Regions from separate parts of the Capra hircus genome. Here region 2 is linked to region 1. The links are chromatin contacts, called in public Hi-C maps. All regions are on one chromosome and are shown on one strand. The core of a region is the stretch at or near the end of the contact, and the rest is flanking DNA. Distances in the headings are between cores, read along the strand shown.

Region 1 (3,374 bases), core at 402-2,901:
ACATACTCAGCCTACCCTAGGGATTCGCATTTCACACCTGAGAGGATCCCTCCCAGGGCTGGGCGAGTTCCAAGGGGGTCCAGCTGAGTGTACAAAGTTGCTGTTGTCTAGTTGTAGTTCTGCCAGTCCCTGAGTGTGATCTCATGGTAGTAAGGCTTTTCATTGCTGAATTTCCTCACCTTTAAAATAGAGGGGGAGTTCCCTGTTGGCCTAGGGGTTAGGATTCTGGGCTTTCACTCCTGCAGCCAGGGTTCAATCCCTGGTCAGGGAACTGAGATGCTGCAAGGCACATGGTGCAGCCAAAATATTGGAAAAAATTAAATGGAGGTAATTTTTCATCATATTTCATCAATATTGTTGCAAAACCAAGCAAACTATTGTATGTGAGGAAAATGTGTTACAAACTGCCCACAAATTGATCCCATATGTGGACAGCCCATTCTGACAATAAAACTGGGGCAGAGCATATGCTACCGGTTTTCTTTGCCCCCACTCTCTCCATAGCAACCACCCTCCTGTTTTGCTTGCCAGTCTCAGATGTAGGGGAGAGAGATGAAAACTCAGAGGGCAAGTGACAAGACAGTCACACAGCCAAGAAAATGAGCTCTTGAAAATATCTAACTACCTGATGACCTGTCCTGCCAGTTTTTCCCAGCACAAACAGCCTTGTTTCTGCTCCCCACCCTGAACTAGTTTCACAGTGTATTGAAGGTCAGCAGCTACAGAAGCCCATCATGATTTAATTCTTGTAGAGGTAGATGGCAAGTGTCCATAGTGTGTGAAAGTGTTAGTTGGTCAGTCATATCTGACTCTGCAACCCCATGGACTGTAGCCCACCAGGCTCCTCTGTCCATGGGATTCTCCAGGCAAGAATACTGGAGTGGATTGCCATTTCCTCCTCCAGGGGATCTTTCCAACCCAGGGATCAGACCCAGGTCTCTCGCGTTGCAGGCAGATTCTTTACTATCTGAGCCACCAAGGAAGCAAGTGCCCATGATAAGTGCCAATTTGTAGTTGACAGTATCCTAGCTACTTGCTACCTGTGCGGCCTTGGGAAAGATAATATTCCCCCTAAGATCTCCCACAAAGTGTTAAGAAGTTACCAAGTTTACATAAGGCACTTAAAATGGTGCCTCCTGTATATATCAAGCACTTTGTGTTTGCTGCTGCTACAACCACTACCTTGTACTTAGTATATAAGCAACATGCAAGAATGTAATGAAATGTAATAGCTGAACTATCTCCTTGAAATGGTAATTCATTTAGGAGAATTCCCTGGTCATCCAGTGTAAGGCTGGGGCTTTCACTGCTCTGCCGAGCTTGGGGAACCAAGATCCCACAAGCCCTACCGCCCAGCCAGAGAAGGGAAAAAAAAAGTTCATTTTGGAGAAACCTTTTAAAAACAAACCTAAAACTCTACCATTGTCAGCTCTAAGAATATGGAGGCAAAATAAAGGTTGGTGTAAATCTGGCTCTGACCTTTACCGTTCCAATTTCATTTATTTATTCATTACTCCCACGAAGCCCATAGACACCGTCACGGATGTCTTGTAAAACCCATTCACACCACTGTACACAACCCTCCTAACCCCGCTGCCTCGGATACCAAATCTTTCCCCACCCCTTTCCCGTTCGCCGCTTTCGAATGACGTCAGAAGCGGGCGCCGACCCCTAAGGAACAGGTGGCCGCCGGCGCCTGCGCTCTGCCCCAAGCTGCGGCTGGGAGCCCTTCACCGAGCGTGCTGGCCAAAGGGCGGTGGGGGTTTCCAGACCCACCGAGGCCAAGTCTGTAGCGTGAGGCCTCGAGCTGAAGACCATGAACCGCAGCCGCCAGGTGACATGCGTGGCCTGGGTCCGCTGCGGCGTGGCCAAAGAGACGCCAGACAAGGTGAGGCCCGGTCGCTCCGAGGTATAGGGGGAGCGGCCTCTCTGCAGCATCCTGGGTCAGCGTCGCCTGGGAACCTGGACCGGGAACGCGCGGCCCCGGCGCCGCTGGCGGGACTGACGGGGGGTGGGGCCGGCTGTGGCCTGTTTGTCGTGGTAGGGCCGTGGTTCCGAGGGTCTGGGACTCCTGGCCCAAGCGCCTCCTCGCTGTCCCTTCCCCCCGAGCCCGACCCACCCCACCCCCGGCGATTCGCACGCCTGTGGACCTCGTGGGCTGGAAGGAGGCGGGATGGTGCTTGCTGACAACGTCCAGCGAGACCTCTTGACGACGCCACATAGTCTGCCGTCACCCTAGAGCGTTTTCAGGCAAATCGGGAAAAGGGGGCACGTATGTGAAACTCCACTTTCCCCTCCTCCGCTCGGCGTTTAGAGGAATGAACTGGATGAAAACCGTGGTGTAGAAAAACTGGTGTGGAGACTACGGTGTCGTGAGCTCGAGAATTGAATTAGGAATTCTCGCAGTAGTGCAAATGAAATGTTGATGAGGCCATGGAGGGCGGCGGGTAGAGGTAAACGGTGACACGTTATGAAAGGGAAAAGCCTACAGGAGAGACTGAGTCTGTAGCCGAGATTACCTACGTTATTCAACAGATGTTTAACGAAGTGCTTTCTCTGTTCCCAGCATTGTTCAGGGTCCTGGGATAGGCATGAACAAAACAGGAAAAGTCCCTGCCTTTATGGAGTTGACATGTGCATATATAATACTTTGTCAGTGATAAATGTTAATGAAAAAAACGGGCGGGATAGTGTTTGTTTCAGGTTATTGAGCCAGTTCCACCAGGACATAGACTGTTTAATTCTCCAGTTTCGCCAGCATTTGGCACATGGTAGGCATTCAGTGCAGCGCTAATGGTAAAGAACCCACCTGCCAATGCAGGAGACGTAAGAGAGGCAGGTTCTATCCCTGGATGGGAAAGATCCCCCTGGAGGGCATGGCAACCCACTCCAGTATTCTTGCCTAGAGAATCCCATGGACAGAGGAGCGTGGCAGAGGACAGTCCATCCGATTGCAGAGTTGGACAAGACTGAACATGCATATAGAATAGGGACAGGAAATAATATATTAAAAATTATTGAAGAAAGCAAGAGTTGTTAAAAGGGCACCAGAGACTTGCAGATACTTGAGGACACTGATTTCCAAACATGTCCACACATTGAAACCACCTGGGGAGCTTCAAAAACTACCAGCTTCCAAGTATTGTGATTTATTTAGTTTGGAGTATAGTCTGAGATTTAAGAGTTCTTCAGGTGATTCTAATGTGAGACAGATTTGGGAACCGTTGCTTAAGAGTTTGTAGGAAGAAGAAATTGGATTTATTCTGCAAAGTCCCAGAAAGAAAAATTCAGACCAGTAAGAGAAATTAGAAAAATATCTCCTAATTAAAATTTTAAGAATCTTTAGTTTCTGGAGTTATCCAATAGAATTTCTA
Region 2 (3,420 bases), core at 813-3,312, 170 kb after region 1:
ACATATTCCCAGACCATCCCACTGTTTCCATTCCCACTGTCATTCCAGCCCATTGGAATGGGCAGGTCTAACCGGGCTGGTCGCTAATCCAGTGGTTTCCAAGGCAATTTTCCTCCTAGGGGATATTTGGCAGAGTTTGGAGACATCTTTGGTTCTCACAACTGAGGGAGCGGGGTTCTCTTGGCATTCTGTGGATAGGGATCAGGGATACTGCTAAATAGCAGCATCTACAAGGTACAAGATATCATAGTTCTGCACAACAAAGACTGTGAGGCCCAAGTGGCAGCAGTGCAGAACTTGAGAAACCCTGATCTCGCCCATATTCTACCAGGGACAGATTCATATCTCAGATCTGACCCATCTGTCAGACTCACGGCCTCCTGTCATCTTTTGAACTGCCTTCCTCCATTTGGGGAAATCAAACTATTGTAAGTCTTGTTTCCCCAGGGAAAGAGATCAGAGTCTAAATTCCAGTCTCTTCTGGCCAGGAGTTTCCCTCAGTTTTCAGGCCTCAGTTTCCCTTAAGCAGATGCATCCCAGATGCATTGAAGTTTCAATTTCAAAGTGAGTGAGGTGAGGATATAGGTTCATCTGGAAGTTTGGCATTTCGTTGGTGTAAAATCATGTGGCATTTGGAGGTGGCAGCCATTCCCCAGCAGTTCCCGGCAGCAGTGACAGCAGCTTCCATCCAGGATGGGGTGGGGCGACTACCAGTCAAGATAGTTTCCTCATCAGGCCAGTTCTTCAGTGTGGTTCTGAGCATCCTCCTAGAAGCTTAACCTGGAGTCACTTCTTCAGGCCATCCCAGAATCCCAGAACTATCCATTATCCTTTTCATTTGCTGCTTTTCTGTTTGGTCAGAGTTAGCCTCTATTGCTCAGAGCTAAGAACTCTGATAGATGAAGCCTCCCTTGCTTAAAACTCTTCAGTGGCTTCCTACGCATTTTCTAGGATGTTTCCCAAATCCTTTGCTTAGCTTGAGGCTCTTCTTTATTTGCGATATACCCACTCCGTCCACATTGAGCCACTGTGTCCATTCTGGCCACATCAAGCCACCCTGGTCCTGTCATCCGTCCTTTCTCAATTTCATATCGCTTGCCACTCAAGAACCTTCCTGGCCAACCACCCTTCCCTATGTATCCCAGTCCCCAGCACTGTTCTTATCTCCATCATAAACAAGACACTTTTTACGCTCTACCACAAAAGTCGATTCACTTCCCTGTAAGCTCTGCATGGGTAGGAACTTGTCTTCTCAGGACCAAGGATACTCTGGCACAAAAGAGGTGATCGGTATATATTTATCGAGTGAATGGTCAGAATGTGGACAAGTGCTGCCACCTATTGGAAGAAACGTTATTCAACTCTTTTTTATGATTTGGAAAATGGCTATCTTTACAAGGATGAAAAGTGACAATACTCTTTTCCTCATTTAAGAGATCATCGTCATTATTGCCAAGCCTCTGTGGTAACTAGACTCCTAGATGGACCCCAGTGATCCCTGTCTGTTGGTATTCATGCCTTCGGGTTGATTCTCCCACACGGAAGTCTTGGTTGAACGAGTGAAGTGATGGTATGTGACTTCTGAGAAGAGATCATAAAAGACACTGCGGCTTCTGCCTTGGTCTCTCTGAGATCACTGGCTCTGGGGGAAGTGAGGGACACTCTGACACCATGCCCTTGGGACACTCAAGCGGCCCCATGGGGAGGCCCATAGCGTGAAAAACTAAGGCCTCAACAGAAAAAAACAAGGTCAACAGTCATGCGATTGAGATCCTCCAGCCCGAGTCAAGATTTCAGATAACTGCAGGTCAAGGCTGCTTGACCTACATCTTGACTGTAATCTCACGAGAGACCAAGACAGAACCAAACAGCCAAGTCATGACCAAATTTTCGATCTACAGAACCTGTGTGAAAAATGTTTGTTGTCCTAAGCAGTTAAGCTTTGGGGTGATTATTGGCAGCGACAGGTTGCCAATATACTCTCCGACGTAGATCACCGCCTACAATGTTTTGTTTTGTTTTTAAATAAATATTTATTTGGCCACCCTGGGTCTGGGCCGCATGTGGAACCTAGTTCCCTTACCATGGATTGAACAGGGCCCCCCATTTTGGGAGCGCAGAGTCTCAGCCACTGGCCCACAGGAAGTCCCTACAAATTGTTTTAAGTTTGCTGTAACGTGGAAACTATCAGAATCTGGGTGCTGATGGGTGCGAATGGTGCTGGAGCCACGGAGGAAGTGGAGTAAGAACCAGGACACCTGGCCTTGCGGAGTGGCGAGTAGTCTGATCTGTAGCATCCCTTTCAGCGTTAACGTTCTCTAGGAAAGGCGGAGACAAGAGACACCGCTGCACAAGTGCCGCGACCCCTGCGCTCCGCGGCAGCTTCCACGCCTGCGCAGAACTCAAAGCGCGCTCTCAGGTGGCGCCGTTGCGCGCCGAGTCATCGATCGTGAGTTCCCGAGCGGCCTGGACCCGTGTTGGCCGCCAGCGGTCTGCTCGCCGGTGGGCTCCAGGGGGCGCCCTCAAGAGAAGGGGCGGAGCGCTCCTGTTCCAGAGACCAGCTCGGCGGGGTCCTCCGTCGGTTACACCTCAGTATCTCCATAGCTACGGTAGTGGCCGCTGTAGGCGGGAGCTCCCCGGCCGCTCCGTAGTTACCGTCGCCGCCTCGGTGGTCCGGGCCGCTGAGTCCTCTCGCGGCCGCCATGAAGCTGCGGGTCCGGCTTCAGAAGCGGACCTGGCCTCTGGATATGCCAGAAGCGGAGCCGACTCTGGGGCAGCTGCGCGCGCACCTGAGCCAGGCCCTGCTGCCCACCTGGGGGTACAGGTAGGCGCCGCGGAGAGGCGGGGTGGGGGTGGGGACGCGGCGGGGCGGGGAGGAGCGCCCAGGGGCGCGGGCCCGCGCCGGGCGGTCACGTGAGGCGGGGCGGCCGGCGGGCGGGGCCCGCACCCCGGGACTGTGACGCGGGCCAGGCGGGGAGCGGGAACGAGGGCTGCAGCTCGCGGGGTCCCGGCTCCCGGAGGTCATGGCCCAGCGTCCCGAGGGCTCCGAGCTCATCCAGGGTGAGCCTTCGCTTCCGTGTTTGCAGTAAACGAACGCAGGGAGAGGCTAAGATGCAAAATTCCCGAGTCTTTTGAGATGTGAGCTGGGAAATTACGGGTTTGGCTTAGGTTAAACCTCTTCAGACTCCCAGGGATTTAAGTTCACCATCTCCAGCTGTCGGAATATTTCAGTGAAAAAGTTTGTAAAGTGTTAGGAGTTAAAAACCTGCTTCGTATCTCATATGGAGATACGAGGCCACCTGTAGCCTGTACCGCTGCTTTCGGACTACCAGCCTGCAGTCCGCTTAAAACTCCGTTAAGTGTTTACCTGCCGCGCGCCGCTGTGGGCACTTTGACTTTCCCGCTGGAAAGTTTTGCGAA

Evidence for each region. A called contact is a pair of places that touch in the nucleus more often than the background predicts.
Region 2: a contact with region 1 is called in a Hi-C map of blood, with 2.4 times the contacts expected there. The contact joins the promoter of FBXO7 here to the promoter of PWP1 in region 1. A contact is called at or near these places in 4 of 5 Hi-C or Micro-C datasets (blood and liver).

The regions. Positions count from the first base shown.
Region 1 is chr5:69,610,427-69,613,800 of ARS1.2, forward strand. It overlaps PWP1 (periodic tryptophan protein 1 homolog), which reads left to right and starts at 1,652. Exons shown (of 15, transcript XM_005680583.3): 1 at 1,652-1,888. The coding sequence starts at 1,817.
Region 2 is chr5:69,780,297-69,783,716 of ARS1.2, forward strand. FBXO7 (F-box only protein 7) reads left to right here and starts at 2,063. Exons shown (of 9, transcript XM_018048222.1): 1 at 2,063-2,824. The coding sequence starts at 2,703.